Linked DNA regions of Sus scrofa: region 2 is linked to region 1. A link is a contact called in public promoter capture Hi-C data. All regions are on one chromosome and are shown on one strand. The core of a region is the stretch at or near the end of the contact, and the rest is flanking DNA. Distances in the headings are between cores, read along the strand shown.

The links. Promoter capture Hi-C pulls out the DNA fragments that hold promoters and counts their contacts.
Region 2: a promoter capture Hi-C map of fetal liver shows a contact between it and region 1, with 2.7 times the contacts expected there. The contact joins the promoter of MTFMT here to the promoter of FECH in region 1. A contact is called at or near these places in 2 of 5 promoter capture datasets (fetal liver and liver), 5 of 47 Hi-C or Micro-C datasets (fetal liver, heart right ventricle, liver and 1 more) and 1 of 2 datasets of contacts at active chromatin or transcription factors (alveolar macrophages).

What each region holds. Positions count from the first base shown.
Region 1 is chr1:106,893,916-106,901,627 of Sscrofa11.1, reverse strand. FECH (ferrochelatase) reads left to right here and starts at 3,393. Exons shown (of 11, transcript NM_001170523.1): 1 at 3,393-3,459. The coding sequence starts at 3,393. LOC110260892 (a long non-coding RNA gene) reads right to left here and starts at 3,138. Exons shown (of 3, transcript XR_002344451.1): 1 at 2,922-3,138; 2 at 2,674-2,820.
Region 2 is chr1:106,967,138-106,974,849 of Sscrofa11.1, reverse strand. It overlaps MTFMT (mitochondrial methionyl-tRNA formyltransferase), which reads right to left and starts at 4,212. Exons shown (of 9, transcript NM_001244826.1): 1 at 3,967-4,212; 2 at 2,427-2,636; 3 at 139-261. The coding sequence starts at 4,187.

The DNA of each region.
Region 1 (7,712 bases), core at 2,144-4,643:
GTTTTACTTTTTTATCCTTCACATTGCCTGATACAATGCTTTACTCATGCTAGACTCAGCAAATATGTTCAGATGAATAAGTGCATGATTGAAGCTGGACTTGAGGTTCTGCGTGGTTAAGAGGGGCAGTCAACATGCACATTGCATTGTCTGGATTTGGTGCCCTCTTGGCTGTAAAACAATTACAGTGAACATTGATCAGATTTCCCTGAGTAATCAGAGCTCACTGTTGTCTGCCACAGGCAGCCACTGCTGCTCTTTCACTGAACACTCCCATCCCCCTTGCCCTGTTGTTTTTCTGATTAAGGAGACAGAATTGAGGAATTTAAATTTAGTTTGCGTAGCTCAGAGGTGCCAATCATGGCAAATAATGAATTAGAGGATCTTTCCCTCTCCCTCTTTCCTGAAGCATTGAGCTGAAACCAACAAATTCATTTTCTTGAGAACCAAAGGCCGAACTCCGAGTGCTGTGTGTGACAAGAGTGCTTTCTTCACTAATTAAGCCACCCGGGGTCAGACAAACCCTCGCCTGTGTGGTGCGGGTACCACTTATCTGAACTGGCCTAGAGACTGTGCCTTCAGATTAAGGGAAGTGGTGATAGTTTTGATACAAATATTTAAGCCAGAAAAAAACACATTTATATACACACTTATGTGTATGTGTATATATATATATATATACACCATCATATATGTATATATATATAAATAAATTAAAATGTTAAATTTAAATTAAATTTCATAATTTAAATTTTTATAAATTTCTTTAGCCTTGAAGGGCTTTCTGGATTTCTTATTAAACCCATATTTAGAACTCACAATTTCTGGTTTAAGGACTATGTTTTCTGATCAGTTCTTCTTTTTTCTTTTTTTTTGCTTTTTAGGGACACACATGTGACATATGGAAGTTTCCAGGCTAGGCATCTCCAAAGGGTTTTGAAAAGGGCTCCTATAAATCACATTATAGCTGCTTCCACTTCAAAAGAACATAAAATGTACTCATTGAAAAGCTGTTATATATGATGTTTGTAAGAAATAAGTCTTAGATTAGAAATAACAAATGTCATGAAACTCTCTTTGGGGAAAAAGCATAAAGTTCTGTTTACATTTGTAACCTGAGTCTTCATATGTACATCAAGAGTGTAGTTTTGAATGAGTTTTTAAAAAGTCAGTAAAAATAAAAATACAGGTGTGAGGAAAATGTATGGCATGGTGCTAATTCATTTTTTAATTTTATTATATTGATATACTTAATAAAGCATGTTTTGCTAGTTCCCTTCTTTCTTTCTGGCCAGCTACAAATTTAACCTGTTTCAGTGCTGATTATGTGGGCTTTGCACCTTTCTGCCTTGTCACTAATCATCAGCATTTCCCTGGGAGGGGCCAGAAGACTCCTGTTATCTCCACTTAGCAGGAGGGGCATAGCACCCGGGATGGAGAGATAACATTTCCAGAGGCTCCCAGAGGTAGCTGAGGAGAGCCCACATAGCTCAACCATTACAAACTCTTGGCCTTTTCTAGTTCTCTTGCCTTGTCCACTTTTTCCAGCAGAACATTTCAAAATGTAGAGTCTGTTTGTGTAGTTTATTTAAAAGCAGTGGGTTTCAGGAGTTCTCATTGTGGCTCAGTGGGTAAAAATCCAACTAGTACCCATGAGGTTGCGGGTTCAGGTTCGATCCCTGGCCTCACTCAATGGGTTAAGGATTACGTTGCCACAAACTACTGTGTAGGTCACAGATGCAGCTTGGATCTGGCATTGTTGTGGCTATGGCATGGGCCAGCAGCTGCAGCTCTGATTCAACCCCTAGCCTGGGAACTTCCATATGCCACAGGTGTGGCCCTAAAAAGAAAAAAAAAGCAATGGGTTTAGGCTTTAGGTAGAGGAATATATTATCTATGAAGATCACCTCTCTTTTTTATTTATTTTTTGGCCATGCCCATGGCATGAGGAAATTCCCTGAACCAGGACTCGAACCCATGCCACAGCTCTAGGCTACCAGAGAACTCCTGAAGATCACCTCCTTAAAGGGCAAATTAAACTAATATAATTTTCATTCTGAGTTGATTTGAAGATCATGTAGATAATATGAAAGGTAATTCATTTAATTTGACATATTTACACTGAGCTTATAACCAAGGAGGACTAACTTTAATAATAAATAAACTAATTTAATCAAGAGAATACAGAAAACTTTTCCAACCCAATCTAGACTCCATCTTCCTGGAATGTTCCACATGGCATGCCCCCTACTTCCTCAGGTCTTTCACAAATGGCAGTGAGGACTTCTCTGACCTCTTTATTTCAAATTGCATTAGCCTCCTCTCTCTCATCTCTGTTACATCGCTTCTTTCTTTCTAACGCTCATCATCACCCTAAATAGTACATATTGTGATTATTTTCTGACTCTCCCCTAATCCCCATGTAAGCCCCTCCTCTGTTCTATTCATTGCTGTTTTCCAAGTGCACATGATAGATGCTCAATGCTTGTTCAGTGAATGAAAGAATGATGCCTGACACCTTTCTGTTCCAAAGGTTGGTCTTGTACTCTGAGACGCACTGAATTTATGGGTCAGGTGGGCGGGATGTAGGGGTGCAGGTGTAGGGATGTAGGAAAGGCTAAAAATGAAGGGGGTGGGGGCTGTCCCGTGGGCGGTTTGGGGTCAGGTGACTACCTTGTCAAGGTGCGCAGACATCATACTGATAAACTTCACCACACTAGCCTTCCAAGAAGTTGATTTGCTGGGCTGGCCTTCACTTTTCTTAACACGATCACGTTAGCTGTATAATGTTGGCTTTCTGGTCACAGCTGTCAAAATCTGCTGCAGAAAAATTGGATAATTATTCGTGAGTGTCTTATATGAAAGAATTCCTTTTCTCATTCTGAAAACAAAGCAAAAGAGTCAGCACAGTTGTTCTGTACCTAGGCAACGAAAGTGGAGAATTGAGGCAAAAGCATTCTCATTCTATGCGATAGTAACGGTAATGTCAAGAAAGTTCTTTGCTGAGTTGTGGTTGCAGTTCCTGCCTTGGTCAGGTGGCTATGTGCAACCAGGGAGACACAGAGTGAAGCTGGGCGCCAACGCAAGTATTTTTGGTGGAAGAGATGGAAAGGGCGGATAGTACAGTCCTGAGCCGTTTCTTACCCTGAAGACTGCCTTACGGCAGGGCAGGCCCCGGTGAGGGGCGTGCCTCCTCCTGGCCCCGCCCTCGATCCCCGCCCCGGTTCGGCAGCGAATGAGCGGGCGCGCAGCCTGGGCGCAGGGAGTGGCGGCGCATGATAAGGCAGCGTGGGTGGCTGGTGCTGCGCTCTGCGACTGGTCGTTGTCGGAGCCCGTGCCTGGCTGTGCTGCTGCGGGAGGAACCCAGGCCCCGGGCCGAGGCTGCCCCGGGAATGCTTTCAGTCGGCACAAACATGGCTGCGGCCCTGCGATCTGGGGGCGTCCTGCTCCGCGATCTGCGTAAGTGGGGTTGTCGCGGCCGCCGCCTAGGCTGGGGACCCGGTGACGGCGGGGACAGCAGGCAGCTAGCTGCAGGCCCCCGGGCCTGGGAACTTCCAGGAACGACGGCGGCTGCACAGGAAGCTGGGTTGTGGGGCAAGGGGCGGAGAAGGGATCCGGAAAGGGACCCTCCCGTGGGGCTTACTTGACGGCCCTCGGAGGCCGTGGGGAGGGGTCCTGGAGTCCTATTGGTCAGCTGGGTGGCCATGAGGAGTGGCTGAATTTCTCAGAGCCTTAGTTCTTTTCTGTAAAATAAGAATAATGATAGTCACAGAGTTGTGAGGATTACGGGAGGCAGAGTGCGTTAAGGGCCAGGCACAGAAATGGTAACGATGGCAACGTCACCATCATCATCACCGTAGACATCTACCCTGAGGTTCCCTCCCTGGTGGTGGAAGTCACACTGGGTCCACTGCTCCTCTCCCTAGCCCCTGGCGTCACGCAGTGCTCACTTTTGCAGCAGGACCCACTGCGGGGCAGCTGGGCTTAGTGTTTTATACAGGTATTTGGAGAAAAAGCCCCAGTGACAATCCTGCACATATCTGATACAGACGTGAACGTACTTTGCTGACAGAACTCTAGTTCAGACACTCCTGGCTGGGATACTAGCCCTGCAGCACTTCAGCAAGGGATTCAGTGTAGCTTGAACTTTGTTAAACGTAAAAGGAGAAGGTAATACCTCATAAGCTTGCCATGGAGATTAGCTGAATACAGATAACGCCTATAGCACCGTGACAGGCACACAGTAGATATATAGATACCCTCAAAGTGTTCAGTTATTGTTATGTAAAAGGCTGCCACCTGCTAAGATGCTAAATTAGTACCTTTGAATGGTTACTGGACACAGATCTGACTTATTTTTATAAACTCCCTAAATCATCCATTTGGCACCTTCTGAGAAGGCATCCATTCTAAACCTCCATATCTTATTACAGGTGCCTTTGTTAGGAAAATAATAAGGTCCTAGTGTACAATGAGGATCCAGTTGCTAAGGGTAGTGGGAGACAAAAGACATTGTCTTTTAAGAAGAGGAAGCACAGTGCCAGTAATGGAGCTGAAAGAGGTATCCAATTAGTCTTTTCTTTCATCCATCCTTCCTGTAGCAAAGTCTGGACAGGCTTTAGAGTTGAGGTTGTAGAACAATACGAGAAACTTTAAAGGATTTGTTGTCCGGGTTATAAGTAACTAAGCGAAAGGATTAGTTAACCATAGTGGAAGTAGATTTAGAGTTCAACTGAATTATGGACTCTGATTTTAAGATGTAGTTATAGTACTGAAATTATCTTGTTTTATATGAAGGAATTAACTTCTAATTAATTTCTAGACTGTGGAGTTCCTGTCGTGGCGCAGTGGTTAACGAATCCGACTAGGAACCATGAGGTTGTGGGTTCGGTCCCTGCCCTTGCTCAGTGGGTTAACAGTCCGGCGTTGCCGTGAGCTGTGGTGTAGGTTGAAGACGCGGCTCGGATCCCGCGTTGCTGTGGCTCTGGCGTAGGCCGTGGCTACAGCTCTGATTCGACCCCTAGCCTGGGAACCTCCATATGCCGTGAGAGCGGCCCAAGAAATGGCAAAAAGACAAATAAATAAATAAATAAATAAATAAATAAATAAATAATTTCTAGAAAAAATTGAGTAGTATTTCTTGAATTCTTGCAGTAGAAAAGCAAAATTTTGCACTCACTTTGTATTTTTGCATATTAGAAAATTATAAGAAGCTCCCCAGTATAAATGTATATAGTCCTTATTTTTGAGTATTCTTACTTCTTGCTTAACCACATACATTGTGCCATTGTACTTTTAGAAAGTTGGTAGAGTAATCAATTTTTGTTTCTTTGTGCCTTTTTCTTTCCAAATTTTCTACATTAGGCACATATGTCTTTTGTAATTAGAAAAAATAAATCTAGAATAATAAAAAAGAAAATCAGTGTTTAAATTAATGACAGAATATTTTGGCTCCATAACAGCAAAATAACAATTCTTTTCTTAAAGCCTCCTCTCCCCAAGTGTTTATTAATAGTTATAATATAGGATCTTATTTCTGTTCATTTTCTTATTTCATTTTTTTGCTTTTTAGAGCCGCATTCACAGCACATGGAAGTTCCCAGGCTAGGGTCGAATCAGAGCTATAGCTGCCAGCCTACGCCACAGCCATAGCAACGAGGGATCTGAGCTGTGTCTGCGACCTACACCACAGGTCATGGCAACGCCAGATCCTTAACCCACTGAGTGAGGCCAGGAATCGAACCTGAAACCTCATGGATCCTAGTCAGATTTGGTAACCACTGAGCCACAAAAGGAACTCCTATTTCTGTTAATTTTTAAAATGGCGCACATTTTTGTTAGGATCTTTTGAAATAGTCGTCTCCTACATAATAGAAAAAGGCTCTATTAGGTACTTGTATACCTTGTTTTCTACTCTCTGTTGTACCACCCCCAAGCATCCAAAATATTAAATAATTTGGTTTTGGAGAACCAGTTATTCCCATGAACTTCTTAAGTCACGGGTATATTTTTGACTGATTCACCTATTGGGTTTCTCCAGGAATTAATGAAGTTTTGTTTTCTTAGGTTATCTTCTATTCATCTGCGTATCTCTCAGTTTTATAGCTTTTATTGTTTGTAGGCCTTCCAAAGGTAGACCAGTTGTCTGTGTCAAAAGTAGGGTTAGAATGACCTGGTCTTAGATCGTAAGTGGGCAAGTCCTTATTTTTGAGTATTCTTACTTCTTGCTTAACCATATACATTGTGCCAGGCAGTGTTCTTTGGGCTGGACATAGATTTTTTTTTTTTTTTTTTTTGTCTTTTTGCTATTTCTTGGGCCGCTCCCATGGCATATGTAGGTTCCCAGGCTAGGGGTCTAATCAGAGCTGTAGCTGCCTGCTTACGCCACAGCCACAGCAACTCAGGATCCGAGCCGCGTCTGCTACCTATGCCAGAGCTCATGGCAATGCTGGATCCTTAACCCACTGAGCAAGGGCAGGGATCGAACCCGAAACCTCATGGTTCCTAGTCGGATTCGTTAACCACTGTGCCATGACGGGAACTCCTTTTTTTTTTTTTTTTTAAATTTCCTAATCTTTACAACAGCTCTGCACCTTTGGCCTTATCACTGTTTAACACACGAGAAAAGTGAGGCTTGGAATAACTCGGTGAGTGGCCTAAGAACTGTCACATGCTTATTTGGTCCTATCTGGAATTTCTGCTCAGTTCTCCTTGGCTCTAGAACACATACTGTCTATACCAGACATTGCTGCCTATGTGTTTGAATTTCTCTTTAGCTGTGATCTGGGTATATTCAGAAGTCTCAGTTGTTTCTTTGAATTGTTTTTTAACTCCTTTAGCTAGATTAATACTGATCATTTGGTAGGAGATACTCTTTCTCTAGAGTCTTCAGATCAGGGAGAGGAGTGGTCTAGAAAAGCCTTTGAGAGGTGGTTGTGTTAACCCTATGTCCTGAGCATAAAGGACCCATTATTAACAGCATTACCCTCCTTTGAGAATTTTTTTAACCTCAGAGAAGAGAACCTTGTAAGTAGAGGGTATAGCAATAGTTCAGAAGCTTGAAAAGCTACAAGCTCCCAAGTTATACTAGGAAATACTAATGTACTAGTTGGAGACTCTAGTCTCATTCTTTTTTTTTTTTTTTTTTTTTTTTTAATTTTTTTTTTTTTTTTTTGTTGTTGTTGTTGTTATTTCTTGGGCCGCTCCGAGGCATATGGAGGTTCCCAGGCTAGGGGTTGAATCGGAGCTGTAGCCACCGGCCTACACCAGAGCCACAGCAACGCGGGATCCGAGCCGCGTCTGCAACCTACACCACAGCTCACGGCAACGCCGGATCGTTAACCCACTGAGCAAGGGCAGGGACCGAACCCGCAACCTCATGGTTCCTAGTCGGATTCGTTAACCACTGCGCCATGACGGGAACTCCCTTTTTTTTTTTTTTTTTGTCTTGTTAGGGCTATACCCGCAGCATATGGAAGTTCCTGGGCTAGGGGTCCAATCGGAGCTATAGCTGCCAGCCTATACCACAGCCACAGCAACTAGGGATATGAGTGGCATCTGTGACCTACACCACAGCTCATGGCAACTGGGTCTTCTCAGGTGGATCCTTAACCCGCTGAGCAAAGCCAGGGAGCAAACCCGAGTCCTCATGGGTACTAGTCAGGTTCATTACCACTGAGCCATGACGGGAACTCCTTTAGTCTCATTCTTAT
Region 2 (7,712 bases), core at 2,963-5,462, 72 kb before region 1:
GTTAGAAACCAGAAGAAACAGAAAGAGAAAGTGCCCCAGAGTTAGAGAAATTAGTGAGCAGCACCCCTTCTGCTTCCCCCTAGGCAGATTGACAGCAAAATTCAAAATCACAAAAAGCCTCAAGAAAATATACTCTACCTTTTAGGTCTAATTTGCATAATCGTGACTCCAGTAATTGTGTCTCCGTGAAGCACAGTATGGATTATAGGGGCTGGACCACGCCATCTTGGGAGGCAACTGGGATGGACATTCAAAATGCCGCTGAGTTAGAAAAGGCAGAAATTAGTATGCAAGTGGGTTTTTATCATTCAGGTTATGCTATCTAAACTAATATGCTACTTTTCATTATTTAACTTTCCCAGAAATTTTGAAAATCAGTTAAATCTAGTCTTGTGCCATCTGAAGCAGAAGCCAGGGTTAAGTTCACTCTCTTAGTATAAGAGACCAATGAAACTCAATCAAAAACAGAGCAAGAACAACTATTCAGAATGGATTAACAATGAGATCCTGCTGTCTAGCACTGAGAACTATGTCTAGATACTTACAACGCAGCACAATAATGGGAGAAAAAATTATGTATACATATAAGTGTAACTGGGTCCCCATGCTGTACAGTGGGAAAAAAAATGTGTTGGGGGAAATAACAATATAAAATTTTTAAAAATTAGAAAAAAAAAACAACTATTCACTGTTCCAAAGATGTTCCACAAGAGCTCACGATGGGAGTTCCCGTCGTGGTTCAGTGGTTAACAAACCCAACTAGGAACCATGAGGTTGCGGGTTCGATCCCTGGCCTTGCTCAGTGGGTTAAGGATCTGGCGTTGCCGTGAGCTGTGGTGTAGGTTGCAGACACGGCTTGGATCCTGAGTTGCTGTGGCTCTGGCGTAGGCCGTCAGCTACAGCTCCGATTCAACCCCTAGCCTGGGAACCTCCATATGCCGCCAAAGTGGCCCTAGAAAAGGCAAAAAGACAAAAAAAAAAAAAAAAAGCTCACGATGTCTAGGAGTTTTTAAATAAAAAACTTATTTTTCACTATATGAAAAGAACCATTCAAATCCAATCGTGCATCTCATGGATGATGTGAATTATATTTACAGTTAATTACTTTCACTTCACTTAGTTTGCATACAGAATTGCTAAAAAAAGCATCTCAAAGCCCCATCAAATGGTTTATCCACTTCTGCTATTCAACCCAATATACCTTCCACCCATTAATGAGCCACTTAGGTAATTCACTAATCTGTCATTAGTTTAATGATGAGTATGCATCTGAGTGTGTCTTATATTCTAAATTCCACTGTTCAGCTCAGTCTCATTCATCTAACAAATATTTACTGGGCATAATCCATGTTCTGGTGCTAAGTGCTGGTGATACAAGCAATAGTGAACCAGACAGAAAAAAAAAAAAAAAAAAAGTGCCCTCATAGGCCAATATAAGGACTTGACTTTTTTTTTTTTAGGGCCGCACCCGAGGCATATGGAGGTTCCTAGGCTAGGGGTCTAACTGCAGCTACAGCTGCCAGCCTACACCACAGCCACAGCAATGCCAGATCCAAGCTGCATCTGTAACCTACACCAGAGCTTACAGCAATGCCGGATTCTTAACCCACTGAGAGAGGCCAGGGATTGAACCCGAAACCTCATGGTTCCTAGTTGGATTCATTTCCTCTGTGCCACAATGGGAACTCCAAGGACTTGACTTTTATTCCGAGTAAGATGGAAAACCACCAGAGAATTTTGAGCAGTGATATGGTCTGACTTATGCTTTAAAAGGATCACTTGGGTATTGGGTGGGAAAAGACTGGTAGGACCAAAGACAGAAGTGGAGACCATTTAGGTGACTACTGAAGTACAAGAGCCAAGAGTGGTGGCAGTGGAAGTGAGGAGAGACAGTCATCCTAGTCAGATTTCAAAGGCAGAGCCAGTAGGATTTTCTAATGCATTGGATGCGTGGTGTGAGACAAGGAATAGAGAAAAACACCAAGGCTTTGAGTCTGAGCAACTAGAAGGCCAGAGTTTCCATGTACTGAGATGAAGACTTTGGGAAGGAGCAGGTTTGGGATGAAAGTTCAGGAATGTAGTTTAGGACATCTTAAATGTAAGGTACCTATCAGACATCCAAGCAGAGCTGTGGAGGAGGCATGGATACCAAGGGCCTGGAGTTCAGGATTTAGCTGAACCAGAGGGACAAATTTGGGAGTTGTCAGCAGATTTAAATGAGGAATTTAAATGAGGGTGGGTGAGAGCCCAGAGACAGCAATAAAGAGCATCATATATTTTAACGACTCATAACGTTAATAACATTTTTTATTTTAAGAGAAAATACTAAAGAAAGAATTAGAGCTCAATTTATTGCACTTTAGATACCAGGTGCATTATAAAGACTGAGCTCTCTTCACTGTTATTTCCCCACAAATAAAACTTACTAGGGAAATTTAAGAATAAGAGCCTCACTCAAAAGTCGGCCAAATGAAGCCACCACTCCAACATCATATTCTCCAGATCCCACATCTGGCCACTCATACACTGGAAGCTGAGACTGGACAGCAAATTGCTTCACTGGCAGTCCTTTCGGTGATGGGGAGGGCACTGTGACCACCTCCAACTTTTCAATTAACTCCTCCTCCTTGTTTTCCCTAAATTGGAAAGAGCAAAAAAAAAAGTGACAGTGTTAAGACCAAAATGTAAAGCTAAACTACTCCACACATTTCTAAGGCATTTTTAAGATTAAATTCACAAAGCACTTAAGGGAAAATGATTAATACTAGTGCAACTGAGAGATGAGGTTTTACTTTTTATTTAATTTTAATTGTTTTAAAGAGCCACAAGTGGCTACTGGCTACTGTTACAGTTCTAGAAATTTCCTATTCATACTAAAACTTATACAGTACAGACATTTTACACAATTGGGATATAATATATACTGCTCCACATTTAACTTTTCTCAACACCATGTATACTATTATGTGAGTCTTTTTTTAAAAAATGGGTTAAATATACATTTGCTTGTATATCCATCAAACACTTCTAGAATAAGAAGCTGAAAACAGTGGGTATCTTTGAAGAGAGGAACTGGGAGACAGAGATGGAAGGGACTGACTTTTCATCGTATCCTTTGAATTTTTTACTATAATTACATGTTATTTGAATAGATACTTAAAATCTGTGTCTATATAGATACACACATGTCATGGACATCATCCTATGACACTACATGTAGCACCACCTCATTTTTTTACCTGCTGTATAGTATTCCAATGCCCAGAGCTGTTCAGTTATTTAGAAGGTATTGCATCATGTTGAGGAGTTATGAGAAAAGGAGTAGACAGGAGGGCCCAAAAGAGAAAGTGCAGGAGTACTGGCACTACCAAGTAAAGCATCAGGATACGTGCAGGGAGAGATGGAGGAAGCAATAAGGGGAATGCAGCACGTGGAGAGTGCGCTATGGAGGGTGTGCGGAGGAAACATGTGTGAAGACAGTGTTATAGAAGGTGTTACATGTGTGGAGGGAGAATACCAGCGGAATCATGAAAGAGTCATTATGAGGGTCTGCTGTGAAGTATCTGCAGGGAAGACTTGAATGGAGTTGTCAGAAATGAGTGTGAGGGTGCATCAGGAAAAAACAAGAGTGAGGAAATAAAAAATGTAGGATAGTTTCCTTAAGCGCAAAACGGCCTGGAAGGTGGTGGGACTGGACAGAGGGTGCCTGTAAAGGGGCCAGCACCAGCCAGGCGCTGCGGAGAGAGTAGGGAGTGTAGACCCGACAGGGCCAGCCTGGCACTCACAGGCTGACCCCGCGCACCTTCCGGGGACGCCAAGATCTGGGCCCACACTCCTCTCGCGCTGCGAGAGGGCCAGGATTTAATCTCTGGCCCTGACCAGGAGTCGAAACCCTCGAGGCCAGCCGGAGGGGCTCCAGAGCCATGTCCTCAGCAACCCGGACCTCCCAACCCCCGGCCCCGGTACCTGGCGGCGTGCAGCGCCCGCAGCGTTTCCCGGGCGAACTCGTCAGTGCCAAAGAAAAGCACCCGCCAGGGCGGCTTCTCGCGGACCCGGACGCCCCATCCGTCCTCCCCGCCAGGGGACCCACTTAGCCCGGCCAGCGCTGGCCACTGCGGGATCTTCCTTCGGCCTGCGCAGCCACCGACAGGCAGGGTCCCCCAGCAGCGCCGCATAAACACTCTCATCGCCTCTGCCTGCGGCCTACACTACGCAGGCGCATAGGAGTGCGAGGAGGGCACCCGGCGGGTGGGGCGGAGCCTGGGAGGAAACCCGATGGGCGAGGTCTTTCAGCTACTTGGGGCGGGGCCTGCCTGATCAGCGGCTTGGCTCATCTGTGTTTAACAGTTGATGTTTACCTGTTCAAGCGTCCCCGTGACTTCCGCTGCATTGGTTTGCACGATTTCACTAATCTCCCCCAAATAATTTTTATTCTTATGGCCGCTCCCCACGGCGCATGTAAGTTTCAGGGCCAGAGATTAAATCCTGGCCACACCTGCGACCTTTGCCGCAGCTGTAGCAATGCCCTTTAAACCCACTGCACCAGGCCGGAGATCAAACCCGCACCTCTGCAGCAACCCTAGCAGCTGCAGTCGGATTGATTCCTAACCCAAATTCACCTGTGTGTTGAATAAAAAAGAGGAAGGAGTCCCTGGTGGCTCACTGGGTTAAGGATGCTATGCATTGTCACTGCTGTGGTTCTGAGGGTTTGATCCCTGGCTCAGGAACTTCGGCATGCTGCAGGTGTGACAAACAAACAACCACCACAAACAAAACCAAAGAGGAGTGGGGGTGGGACTGCATTTCCGGTGATTTTATTTTGCTAATCTGATCATATATGAGAAGGGGAGCAGGATGGGATCCCAACCTTCTACCAAGTAAATTCTCTTCCAGTACTCTCTTTTAGGGTAAGTGGAATATGATTCTAATATTTTTTATTCTAATATCTTTAAAATTGTCTTTCTCCATATAATATGTCTTACAAATACAAGCCAAATAGTCATTTGGGTTATTATCTTAGAATCTGGCTGCTGTCTAAAGTGTGACTCTTGGAGTTCCCGTCTTGGCTCAGCAGAAATGAATCCGACTAGCATCCATGAGGACCCAGGTTCAATCCCTGGCCTCGCTCAGTGGTTTAAGGATCCAACATTGCCGGGAGCTGTGGTGTAGGTTGCAGATAAGGCTAGGATCTGGCGTTGCTGTGGCTGTGGCGTAGGCCGGCGGCTACATCTCTGATTTGACCCCTAGCCTGGGAACCTTTGTATGCCACAGGTGTGGTCCTAAAAAGACACACCCAAAAAGGGTGACTCTTCATGTTTGTGTTTATGTAATTCCTCTGCTTATGTTAGAAAGCCTGCATTATGCGCAATTTTCAGCAGCCCAAATTCTCTACAGGTAGCCCCGCCCAACAGAGCTGCCTTGAGCTGTTCATAGCGCCCTCTGCCAAACACAGCGCTGGCTCAGTGTGAGGGGCCAATACCAACCCCTTCCTCCAGGGAGCTGCCTTCTACCATTGACATATAATTTTCTAGCGGGTGGACTCTTTTTAGAAAACTACTTTTTAAAAAACTGAACATAGGGAGTTCCCATTGTGGCTCAGTGGTTAACGAATCCGACTAGGAACCATGAGGTTGCAGGTTCGATCCCTGCCCTTGCTCAGTGGGTTAAGGATCCGGTGTTGCCGTGAACTGTGGTGTAGGTTGCAGATATGGCTCGGATCCCACGTTGCTGTGGCTGTGGCAGAGGCGGGCGGCTATAGCTCTGATTAGACCCCTAGCCTGGGAACCTCCATATGCCGCGGGAGCAGCCCAAAGAAATGGCAAAAAGACAAAAGTAAATAACTGAACGTGGAAAAAAATCTGTTTAATAAATTAACTGAACATGGTATTATTGTACAGCTGACTTTTTCCCAGGATGCTAAAAAGGAGATTTTTCTGAATTTCTTGGTGGTAAATTTGGAATGGGGGGGGTAAGTCCATTTCCTAGCCCAAACAAATCCATGGCTGGAGCTACTATAAAGCACACAGAGAAGATGAGGCCATCAGCTCCTAATGGCAAGAAGTTTTAGGTAATAAGACATCCGTGAGTTCTCTGGTGGCCTAGTGGTTAAGGATTTGGTGCTGTCACTGCTGTGGATTGGGTTAGATCCCTGGCCCTAGATGCAGATCTAGGTTAAATACAGATGATCTGCATGCCCTCAGCAAGGCCAAAAAAAAAAAAAAAAAAAATTCAGAAAGCACATTCAAGGGAAGGGAACTGGGCTATAAAAGAATCCTGATAGTGCTAATTTGGCTGGTGCTCCAGTTTCCAGAAATTTCTCTCCCCTGATGAATGGAGTATGTGTGCATTTGAATCAATGAAATTACTCCAGGTTCTGAACACTTGGTGGTAACCATGATGACATTTCAGCTTTGAATGTTTTAAAACTGAAGTGATGAGACAAGCAAGTGGAGCCATTTGGTAGAAATCTAGAATGTGGGAGTGGCTTCCACGACTGAGTTAGGGGTGTGAGAGAGCTGATCCAGAAATGGGAGGAAGCAGGAAACATCTCTTCCTGTACCCCATGATCTCACTCTAAACCTGAGTAAGGAGACACCCCACAGATTAAGTCTGTGTGTGAGAGAGTAAGAGAGACAGATTAGCCTGTGGGCACTAAGAGTCAGAAGGAGCAGCCAGAGCCCTGCCTGGGAAGGATGGAGCTGGGGCACTAGAGGAAAATAGTCAGAGATCTGGTTAGTAAGGTGGCCAATGCCTGAGTCCACAAGAATTCCCGCGTGTGGCCTGGAAGACAATGCCACATGTGGCCAGGGGGAGGTTTGCTATACACAGGCATTGGGTCAGTGGCAGTGGCAGGAACTGAACCGAGGGACGCAGCCAGTGGTACCTTAGGGATGCGTTCCATATACTGCCATCTACTGCCTGTGGTTGCATCGGTTGCACCAGAAGTCCGCAAGAGGGCGCTGTGCGATGAGTCTTGCGGACAATTACACAAGCCCCAGAGTTTCTGACTCCTCCCACCCGGCTGTCCTTAGTGCCCTTTGTGGTCGCATTAGATAGAGATCACTTCCTAATTTGTCCAGCTGCTCAGTAAAGCAAGGTTGGGTCTTTAAGGCCACCCCTTGGGGAAAGACCGGGACATGCTGGCCATCCTATACCTGCCCTCAGCTCTTACAGATGACACACAAATGCTAAAGAAGCTGTTCAGTACTACAGACTCCCCCACCAGGAACCTGGGATGCTTTTCCGTCCCAAGGGAGAGCTTAAGAGGCAGCGTGAAGCCACAGGACGGGGTGTCCTTGAGGAGAGAGTCTGAGAGCTCACATGACAGTTGAAGGATGCCAGAGTCCCAGGAAGGGAAGCCAGATGTGCTACTATAGGAATGAGAAACAGCCTAGGGTTAAGAGAAAGGGATAAGAAACTTTCTCTTTAATGCAGATAGTCAATCTAGTAAACCAAGGGAAATAACAAAATAGGCTTAGAGATCAAATCATAAAATCCTTGGTTTCCCAACCTCTTCCCTCCAGGCAAGAGAGCTGTGGGATACTAACAAAGGGAAGAGTACAAGCATTTTATAAAGTAACTTGCCTAGCTCCACAGGGAAACTGGCAAGATTGTAAAGCCTCACATATTGAATTGAGCTCACAATTTGACTGGTCTAGAGTGGTCATCGTTAAGGTAAATTTAGAATAAGGGTCTCAAGAACTCTTGTTGGG